Regions from separate parts of the Zea mays genome. Here region 2 is linked to region 1. Evidence: chromatin contacts called from public Hi-C data. All regions are on one chromosome and are shown on one strand. Each heading gives the region's core, a stretch centred on a gene start, on an enhancer-like site or on the middle of the called end of the contact. The rest is flanking DNA. Distances are from core to core; before and after follow the strand shown. Region 1 holds the start of LOC100502161 (jasmonate-regulated gene 21). Region 2 overlaps LOC100382706 (Protein ESKIMO 1).

Evidence for each region. A called contact is a pair of places that touch in the nucleus more often than the background predicts.
Region 2: a contact with region 1 is called in a Hi-C map of ear, with 1.8 times the contacts expected there. The contact joins the enhancer-like site here to the promoter of LOC100502161 in region 1. A contact is called at or near these places in 2 of 25 Hi-C or Micro-C datasets (ear and tassel).

What each region holds. Positions count from the first base shown.
Region 1 is chr3:187,949,186-187,954,623 of Zm-B73-REFERENCE-NAM-5.0, forward strand. It overlaps LOC100502161 (jasmonate-regulated gene 21), which reads right to left and starts at 2,586. Exons shown (of 4, transcript NM_001196639.1): 1 at 2,480-2,586; 2 at 1,480-2,046; 3 at 1-88. The coding sequence starts at 2,003.
Region 2 is chr3:188,224,086-188,229,523 of Zm-B73-REFERENCE-NAM-5.0, forward strand. It overlaps LOC100382706 (Protein ESKIMO 1), which reads right to left. Exons shown (of 5, transcript NM_001175429.1): 5 at 3,120-3,836. The coding sequence ends at 3,461. Among protein-coding and RNA genes, the nearest start is that of LOC100382706, 5.2 kb to the right of the region's middle. Within about 2 kb of position 3,061, at least 20 of the 20 cell types and tissues checked have an H3K27ac peak or open chromatin away from gene starts, as enhancers often do. A contact at or near this core is called in ear and tassel, where this site is marked.

The DNA.
Region 1 (5,438 bases), core at 1,336-3,835:
CTCGTCCAGCCCTAGGCTCACTGACATCACCCGCATCAGCAGCTCGCACAGCCGCACCACCTCGCGTCCGTACTCCTCGGACACCTCCCTGTATATAGCATATATACACGCACATGATGTATACACATCAATACAGTACATGAGCCGCTAGCTACTAGCTATACTGTTGTACGTACGTGCATGTCAGTAACTAACAGTAATCTTGTCCTTCGACCACGTGTATGTGCCGGTTTTTTACTGCAGCAACGGGCAGTCCCAGCACAGCCAATTTGGCACCTGGCATGCATGCAGGAGTAGAAGCGTGCTAGGAACGAGGTCTACAACGACAGGGACACCCCTTTTATGATTTAGCAGCAGCACGTCCCGGTGCCGTGCTACTCGCCTACCCCCATAGCTTTGGAATTCTTGACCAGCTGCATGCGTTGCGCTGTGGCTCTCTAGGCATTTTGCATGCATGAAAGCACCATGGACCTACTTTCCATTTTTCATGCACGTGTTGTATTTGGACGCTGAGTCATTGCTACGGCGGGACTTGTTTTCTATGGAGTACTTAAAAGTGTTATCTATGCATTTTAGGCCGGCTCCACCCAATGACTAGGGAACAAGATGTAATGGTTGCTGGAGAAGTACGGCATGCATGGGCAGGGACAGTTACGTTAATCTATTTCCTAACAGTCAGTGCACTGTCGTTCTCTCTGGTAAAACATCATTAATCCTAAATATGTGTTCATTAAGGATAGAACAATTAAATATAGCTGTGTAGTTTTCGCAGTATGTCACTGATAAAAAACATTTTTTTGCCAAGGACATCCTTTTTCTACACACTCTTGTTTAAACATATTGTATTTAATATATACACAAAAAACAAAGCCATATAATCATATGAACTATATATAGCATCATCTAAAATGTTGAACTGTGAAACTTTGAGATTCACTTTTTCTTCCATATAGGCATATGCCCAAACAGAAGAAAAGGTGAATCTCAAAGCTTGCAGGGTTCAATCAAACTCAAGCTAGCCCACTCTTCCTAGGGGCCGGGGGGTCTATGTAGCAGCACCTTATATAGTACTCCTACACATAATTAATGAAAGTTTCATAAGAACAGTTCAATTCTCCTCGATAGCCAGAAATTATTTCATGCATGTGTTCCAAACGGGATGGAATCGGAGCTAGCCTCGTGTTGATTACCTAGTACATAACAACATCGCCACAGCTCTAAATGCATGCACATGCATGATGGGAAGGCACGCTAAAATTTGTTGCAGCCCGGCTGCAAACCAGGCTATTTGCAGCCCCTCACAAAAAGGTGGATAGGCCCCACCTGCAGGTCCACCAGATAACGTTTTAGTTGTATTATTTACCTGCGGGTGGGACCTATCCTCCTTTTTGTGAGGGGCTGCAAACAGCCTGGTTTGCAGCCGGACTGCAACAAATTTTTTTCCAAGAAGAAGGGTACGAAATTTGGAAGTGGGCGTACTTGCAGTTGCCGGGCACGGCCGGCCAGAACTTGGGCGTGCTCTTGGCCGCCTCCGGCGCGAGGTGGAGGAAGAAGTAGTCGCCCCAGTCGAGGGCGGCGCCCTTCTGGACGCCGAGGCGGCTGCCGTAGCCCTCGTACGTGCGGGGCGAGTTGGCGTAGCGCTGCCTCTCCGCGAGCGGGCGGCGGAAGAAGCCGCGCCAGGCCTCCCGCGCCGCGCGCAACAGCTCGGGGCGCACCCCGTGGCCGACCACCTGGAAGAAGCCCCACTCCCGGCACGCGGCGGCGACGGCCTCGGTGACGGCGGCGCCGCCGTCCGCCGCCAGCAGCGCGCCGAGATCGACGACCGGAATGCTCATGTCCGAGGGCTCCGTGGTCTCCTGGACTGTCGTTGCCGCCGCCGGGGACACGGCGGGGCGGTCGCACGGCGGCTTGACGTAGCAGCGCGGGATGACGGACAGGCCGCTCTCGGCCAGCGCCTGCACGCGGACGACGGGCTCCGGCCACTCCTGCATGCAGTCCGCCATCTGTGTGTATCTATATCGTCCCTTCCCTGCCGCCGCGCGCAGCCTATATGCATGCAAACAGTGAAAAGAATTAACGATCGGCGCATGCTGCTGAGAGCGAGGAAGAAGTGCATACTGCCATACTGGGTTCTGGGTCCTATACGACGTACAGTACGTGGGAAACTAGGTGACTACGGCATATGCATTCAACGCGCGAAAAAGGTGGGGGAAAACACGAGGAGGGGATCGGTCTCCGATCTTGCTCGGGAATTAAATGGAGCGCGACATGGCACGAGATGGGATCATGGGAATGCCGGTGTGGCGACTGACGACGACGACAACGACTCATGCACATGCAGTGTGGAGATGATGAGGGTGAGGTATGGACGACGCGTGCTGTGCCAATCAAAACACGTTTGATCAAGCTGATGATGAGCTTGATTCGCTAGAATACCAGCGAGAGTAGAGAGAACGTACTACAAGGGAACGTTACGTACTGGGTCAATTAGCTAGCTAGACCTCGAGTAGTTCTTGAAGAGAGAGTGAGAGAAAGAGGTGGACGGCTGAGCCTGCGGTGTGCTTGGGCCGGCCCCTTGATGCTTTGGATGGCTTAATTAGCTAGTGAGATCGAGACCCAACAGGGGTATATATAGTCAGAGATGGAAAGAGACGTTTACGAGAGAAAAAAAACAATGCCAGCGATCGAGCTGCTGGTAGGTGGTAGCTCTGCTTTGTTCGGTCCTCTGGGCGGACATGCTCGCCTGGTCTGGTTGTCGATCCGCGCGGCCGCGGGGACCGGGGGGCGAGCGGCGAGAGCGACGCACACAGCTGACGGCTGGGCACCGCGGGGGACCAAAAGCCAAAAAGGGTTGAAACGTGTTTTTTGTGCGTTATTATTGTTTTGTTTGTGCCGGATCGGCTGTGGCTGATGCTGACCACTGGATGGGCAGCTGGACTGGGTTGTAAACGTACTACTACTAGACCCTGTTTGTTTTGGCTTCTGGCAGCTTCTGGCCACCAAAAGCTGCTGCGAACTGCCAAACGCTCAGCTTTTCAGTCAGCTTCTATAAAATTCGTTGGGGCAAAAACCATCCAAAATCAACATAAACATATAATCGGTTGAGTCGTTGTAATAGTAGGAATCCGTCACTTTCTAGATCCTAAGCCCTATGAATAACTTTATCTTCCTCCACACGTAATCGTAATGATACTCAGATTCTCCCTACAGCCAGATTCTCCCCACAGCCAGATTCTCAGAAAAGCTGGTCAGAAAAAAGCTGAACCAAACAGGCACCTATTAGCCTCTCGTCCGGTCCGACCGATTTTAATTTAATCCTTTTTTTCCAGAAAAAAATCACATTTATATCCTTGCTAGTCAAAATCTTGATTCTGGACCATAGAGGTTGGCGTCAAATGCAGCTATAGAGTCGAGCTAAAATAGTTTGGTGTCATAGACAACAACGTCGATGTTGTCATGTTGTATATATTTGTGTTCGGTGTGTTCCCGTTGTTGATGCTATGACACTGACGAGGCACCCACCTTGGCTCCACAAATCTTACGAAGGTCAGACATCTTTAGAACTTGTTCCGTTATGAGTGAATTGAGAGGGATTAAATCCTAAGGATTTATGTTTGGTTATGGATGGATTGAGAGTGATTGGAGACATAAATCCTCAAGATTTAATCCCCCTCAATCCACCCATAACTGAACAAGCTATTAGTGTGGCCATTACCTCCATAGTCATTGTCTCCCTTGCTTTGTATATGCCACTTCCATCCAAAAACACACCCTCTCCCGCCGTCCTTCGGACCCACGCATACACCAACAACCCTCTCCGCCACCGAAGTCCCACCGTCCTTCGGACCCACGCATACACCAACAACCCTCTCCGCCATCGCAGTCCCGCCGTCCTTCGGGCCCACACATACACTAACAGTCCTCTCCGCCACCGCAACGCTCGTTTCCACCACGATCGTGAACGGACATCTCCCGACGTTCCAAAGAAGTATTGTGGCCAGCTGCTGTCGGGTATATATATCCACTGGGTCCTCGCGACCCAGATTCAGTCTGTGGACCGTTATAGTACCTCAGTGGGCTAGAGAGATAAACCTCGAAGACTGATTAGTCGAACTCGGCCAAAGGATGATGCAGAACTCGAATACGTGGGTGTGAAGGCATCGTAACCAACTCCCGTGCATGCATAAGACAAGATAAGCCGGATAGAGATTCACACACTTGCGAATTAGTCTGAGTCAACTCCTTAGATGAAGGCATAGCAATAGCGATCTACTTAACCATGTAAACCCTAATTCTGTCGGATATAAGGTGGGTTAGGGATCCCTACAAAACAATTGGATCCTCGATTAGGCATAGCTAGAGCATAGTTCTCGTCAACTCTATAACCTTAGACCCCAAGAGCAATTCCATCTCAACAGCACACATGATGTATGGTATTACGCTTCTTAGTGGCCCAAACCTGTATAGATCCTCGATCGTGTTCTATCGTGCTTAGCACGAACCATCGAGCTACCGTCGACTTCGCCGACCACAAAATCACTCTATGGTATATCTCATAGTGTGTTGTTAGTGCTAAACACCGATAGTTGTCGCCTTGCATCTCCGTACTTGCGTCCTCTCCACCGTGCTTCCCCACACACTCGTGTAGAATTTTTAAAGTACATAATTTGCATACTAGTGAGTTTAACTAGTAACAATTAGCATTCAGGGAAGACCATTCCCTGACTCGGGAGACTGACTTCAGGACCCACCATGGAGAGAATAATACTCCCGAGGATGTGGCCTCAGGACCTCCTTTGGCCAACAACTAGGAGGGCCTCATCTATGTGTAGGTTTATGCGGGGGCATCCTTTAAATTAATTCTTCAAAACTTTATCCCGTGGCATACAAACATAAGCCACCGAGTCCCCTTGTGCCAAGCAAACTAGGGCACCTAATGGTATAAGCCCTCGGCGGCCCTCACGCCTAGAGCACCTTTTTTTGAAAGACCAGGAGGGGGGTCCCCTACTGTAAATGCCCTAGAGCTAGAGATGGCAATGGGTACCCGAAACCCGAATACCCGACGGGTTTTACCCGATATGAAGGCGGGTACGGGATGATTTCTCTACCCGCGGGTATGTTAATGGGTAAAAACCTCTACCCGTTGGGTAGACGGGTACGGGTATGGGTTGGTACTACCCATACCCGTCTACCCGTGGGTAAAATATACCCGCATCAATAGCACTATAAACATCTAATAGAGTCCAACTTAGCTAGAATAAAACCCTTCTCTAGTTATCATTTGTCTAGATACCAAGTTATGTAATCATATGATTTGTTATATGTAAAATTGAAGTTGTTTTTATATGTTTATTTAATATTTTGAGTGATTGGTATATTGGAATTTAATTCTTTCCTAGCGGGTACGGGTTACCCGACGGGTAAAAATACCCGCGCGG
Region 2 (5,438 bases), core at 1,811-4,310, 280 kb after region 1:
TAAATTATTTCTTCATGGATGTTTGGATCTACTATGCTATTATTTTTTCTCGTATTTTTTCTCACTGGAGCGTCATCCCAGTGGTTCTATTTTGTTGCACATCATCTGTTATAGAATTAAAGATCTTAGTGTTATTTCCCCTACATATACTAACAGTTCCTATAGGTTGAATAAAACGATATATTTGCCTTGCCCCCCCTCCTCTTTTGTTTGCATACATACCATCTGTGTGTTTACTACTCGATGTAGCATTGGTGTCTGTGGTAAATCTGATTGCATGTGGTGAACTATGCACAGGGATCTGAAGGAGCATCTAGCAATCGTCTGATTCTAAGAGGGCTACTATGAATGAAATGATGAGCGCGGCGGAGGTTGCCGCAGATGAGAACATGTCCACTATGCATTTAATCAATCATCGGTGGGGATTTTTTTTTGTGATCAATTTCTTCTGTGGAAGAAGTTTTTTTTGGAAACGGCCCAATCATCAGTGGGGATTGTATTGTGATCAATTTCTTCACCTTGGTAAGTAATTAAGTAATGTCTTTAGTCATGTACTGATTGGAACTTCTCTGACATTTTGTTCAATTATTTTCTTCAAAATATCATAATGATTGGAAGCAAGCATTATGATCAACCTAAGGTAAGGAGTCGGACTACTCGTTTCATTGGGCAGCTTGTATTGCTCTGCTTGGTTTGTGATAGTAAGATTTATTTTTGCCTATGTTGAACAATGTTTTTTCAGTTGGGTGCGAGAAGTTCAGAAGCAGCAACTAGGTGGATCATCTGCATAATGGAGTTTGCATTAAAGGCCAGAGTTTTGCTTATTTTATTGCTCCACTTTGCTATCAATATGTTCAATAAAACATTCATATATTTTCCATTCTACTAGCAGTTGCCTAGAAGGATGAGCACATTGTTGCTTGTTCAGGTAGCAGATAGCAGGCTTACAGGTACCTGTAGATCACACTTTGTTTTGTAATTTATTTTGCTGCATAAGAATTAAAGTATGATGTAAACTCATCGCTGCATGTATTTCTAAAGCCTACTGCATTTCTTAATAGTCATACGCTCAAATCTACATACAGAAACCAACAGTTTTTATAAGCTCTGTCGGGATAGGGCGCCCGTAAGGGCGCCTTATGTTCTAGTATATTAAAATGGCCACCCCTAGTTACCAACTCGGCAGGGTGGATATTTTAAAACTGAAACCCGTCGGTCTATTCAGGTCTTCGGGTTCGGGTCCTCTATATGCTATATTTCGGAGGTATGGGTTTAGGTTCGGTTCCTAACCTTTGAAATCCGAATAGACTAAATAACCCAGAATATAAAAAACTCTTAATATGTAGTGATGGTATTATTATATGATTTATGAACTTATTAGCTAAAAATATGGTATCATCTTAACAATAGTATATATATCTCTTTATGCTATTTTTTATAGTCACTTGTGGTAATAATTGTACTTCTAATTAATTATTTATTTTATATATTTGAACAAAAGATACTAGTATCTCTACTATTCGGGTCTATTCGGTGGACCGGATAGACCGAACCAAAATTGTGAGTCTATTCGGGTTTGGTTCATAAAATTATTTTGAAAATTTCGGTACTTATTTTTTAGAACTCAAAATTTCACAAACTCGAATAGACCGAATCAAATTATCCTAATAGACCAAATGTCTAGCACTATTGGTAACTATGCACGGAAAGCCGTTGGAGACCTTGCCGCCCTCGCACTTGTCTCGCACCACCGGCTAGGGGTGAAAACGGGTCGGGTATACCCGTCGGATACCGGATACGGATAGTGCAAATACCCGTTTTTTCGGATACGGATTCAGGTATTTTTATATTCGGGACGGATACGGGTAGTACCCGGATACTGTAGCTTCGGATACGGAACAAGGACTACCCGGTAAATACCCGGATATTCGGGTCGGATACGGGTACCCGGAATTCGGGTACCCGTTTTTTCTTTTTCTACATAATAATATAGTTATAAAATCATAACTTTTACATATGAAATCGGATGAAGATAAAGTTTATATAAAAATTGTAGAGCTCGAAGAGATCTATAACTTTGTAGTACATCATTTTTTGTTTAAACATATATTTAGGCCAAAATTATTAAAATTATGTCCAAATTTATATCAAATTAATATAATTTATTATTTTTATGTGGAGGGCTTAAGGTTATCTCCACGTGGGAACTTAAGGTTATCTTTGTATAGACTATTTATTAGTATTGTTAACTTATTTGTAATTTTTGGTCGACACTACGTTATTTGATGGATTTAATTGTATTTTGATGATTTTCTACAATAAGAAATTAATAATATATAAATAGTCTCAAAAAATCATGAAACTTTACGGAGGCACAACATATGTTCCTATATAACCATAAAAAATGTTTGGATCATAAGAACTATAAGATGCCCGCGTTTCTTCCATTTCACGTTCACTTATTTGTATGAGTTACATGTAAAATCACTATAAGTATCAAATTTCAACGTAATCAGTACTTTACTTTATCATTTTCATATGAGGTCTTGAGTTATTTTCATATAAAATGTTTATTTGTTTTTGTAACTTATTTCCAATTTTTGATTGAAACTAGAATATTTTATGAATTTTTAATATTGCGATGTTGGTTCTACAATGTCCTTGTAATTAGTAACTTTGAACTCCATGATGTCAAATTTATTGGTTTCCTTTCCTACATTTGATCTATCATATACATGATTATGTATTGCTTAATTTATATATTTGTTGGGTGGTTGGACAATTAATATCATCGGAACGAACTACCCGACAATTATCGGTACCTACCCGAGTAGTATCTGTTATCTATTTCTTACCCGCCCGGATTATTAACCGGTCCCGTCCTGTATCCGTCCTGAATCTTAACTACCCGTATCCGGTCCCGTATCCGAGAGAAATACATTATGGTAGAATACGAGATGACCTTGTACCTGACTGTATCCATCCCGTTCAGGGCAAAGGAGATACGGGAGTTTCAGTGCCAAACTGAACGCCAAAAGCAGCGCGGAACCTGTCCGAATTGGGTCGGGCCCATCAGGCGGCCCACGAGGCTGGACGCATGCGAGTGCCCGTTTCTGTGTAAACCATATTTGCTCCGGTTTTTGTTACCCCGGCGAATGTACATTTTGATCGATCTGGGATAATCAATGTCGCAGCGCGCCCATTTACAGTCCATTTTCACTTGACTGACCTATACCACCTATATATATAATAAACAACCAAAGGCGTCTGTCGACATGGAAAAAGACCAGAGAGAGAGAGAGAAATATGAAGAAAAAAAAAGAGGAGAGAGTAAAAAAAAAAATCCTTTCAGAACCGACGATTGTGTGTATAACCAGTCCACCAGCAGCCAATAAAATGGAATTGGCGAGCCGAGCCGAACCGAAGGGTTGGCCCTCTTGTGCCGGTCTCTGTAGCCGTTTCACTGGAACTGGACCGCAGGCCTGGACAGTATCCTGGTGTAGAGCATGAGGTTCCAGATGTCGGGCACGCCGGGCAGGCACCAGTGGATGCAGTCGGCGTAGGTGGCCGGGTCGGCCTGCTCCTCGGGGCCCAGCACCTTCCCCTGGCGGATGGTGTGCACGGAGGTGTGGCCGTCCTTGCGCCGCTCCGACATGGTGGTGATGTCGAGGAAGGTGATGGGCACCCGCGGCGACGCCCCGCCCCCGCGGGACACGTTCCTCGCCTGGTGGAACATGTCCCAGTCCATGCCCAGCCACAGCGGGCCGTGCCAGTCCAGCAGCGGCATCGTCTCCTTGGCGCACCGGATCCCGTCTGGGTTGCCCCACACCTGCGGGCTGTTGTTTGTTGTTGTTACAAACACACCAGAGCATCGATCGTCAGGTGACTTTTCAGTAAGCCGAACTTGTAAACTTGATATATATGTATATATAATAATAAAGGAATGCAAATGAGCCGGTGAAAAAAAAAATCGATCCGGATTTCTACGTCTGACGTGAATTGCGAAACATGCGTTGTGCGGTACTCTGTATGGCAAGTGAGGAGTCTTGGCAGCGATCGTCACTTGTTCTCTTGTGTGGTTCGCGGAGCCTCGACCGTATCTTTCGACGTGACATGCCTCCAACTACCCGCAGGCTCCGTCCGTGGACGCATCCGCGAATGGAGGAGGGGAACAGTCCACGATTTCGGTGAATCTTTCTGAGCTAGGCGCGCCGAACGGTTCTCCTTGATACTACCGCCGATATGTCTACTTCAAAGGACAAAAAACACCACCAGAAGCACACATCTCTGCAGGCTGCAGCCGGCTATTAGTGACAACACGAACCTCTCTAGGTACAGCGCGCTGCCGTCCAGCTACTCCAATACCAAACTAAGCCGGGCTAGTGACAACACGAACCTCTCTACGTCGCTTCCGTCTAGCCACTCCAATACCTTCTTGCATAAAACAACCGCCAAAGACAAACGGGAGAATCTCCGAGTTTAAAAAAAGAAGAAGAAGAAGTAGTAGTAGTAGTGTATAGTACAGGACGGACAATTCAAAGCGGTTTGCTTCACGGAACCTCAGCATCTAATCACTTCCCTGATAGCCCCCAGCCCCCCACTCCTTAAATTTTTAGTTTTTCGTTCCTCAGCGTTTTAGGTGAGAGCTTTCGTACGGCGTCATCCCCGGGCCAGCTGGCCAGATTGTTGTTTGTCCGTGTCGATCGACAGGTAACCAACGCAACCTTCCATTCCATTTTGATCCTACCAGTAGCGGGGCCGGCCGCGTGTGTCCCATTGGTTTCTCAGTGCGTGCGTGCGATGCAAGGCGAGGCAGCAGTAGTTAAGCACTGGCATTTCGTATGCTAAAGATGCTACCGGAGACGGATGAATTTAAAAGAACTGGGTGCTGACTCTCAAGAAGGGGGATCAAGTGAGACTGCAATAGTACGCAACTAGAAAGCAAAAAAAAAAAAAAAAAAAAAGGCAAAGTGTCAGATGCAAGTAGCCTTGAGGCCGCAAGGTGGTCGCGGACAGACTGAAGAGGTTAATTTGATAACTGGACCAACTTTTTTAAAAAAGAAAAAAAAAACTCTTCTTCTGTAATGAGATCCTAAAATTCCGGCAAGGCGCGGGACAAAGAAAGGTGCCAGTGGCTAATCACGGATCGCGCACAGCTGCCGGGCGGCCAAAGGAGAATCTAATTGGAAGCTTCGGCACGTCTGGTTGGTTCGTGCAAACGATCGCCCCCCCCCCCCCCCCATGTGATGAGACAGGTACGCGCAACTGTCCTAGAGTTGTAGTACCGGAACACACTACTACTACAGAAAAAATGGATTCGGACCCCTCCCCCTAACAAATTATTGAGATTTAGAGCTGAGGGAAGGTGCTGGTCCAAGTAAAGTGACGTCTAAAAAGTCGCGTCTACCATCTGTTACCGTAGCGCTGGAGTACAGTAG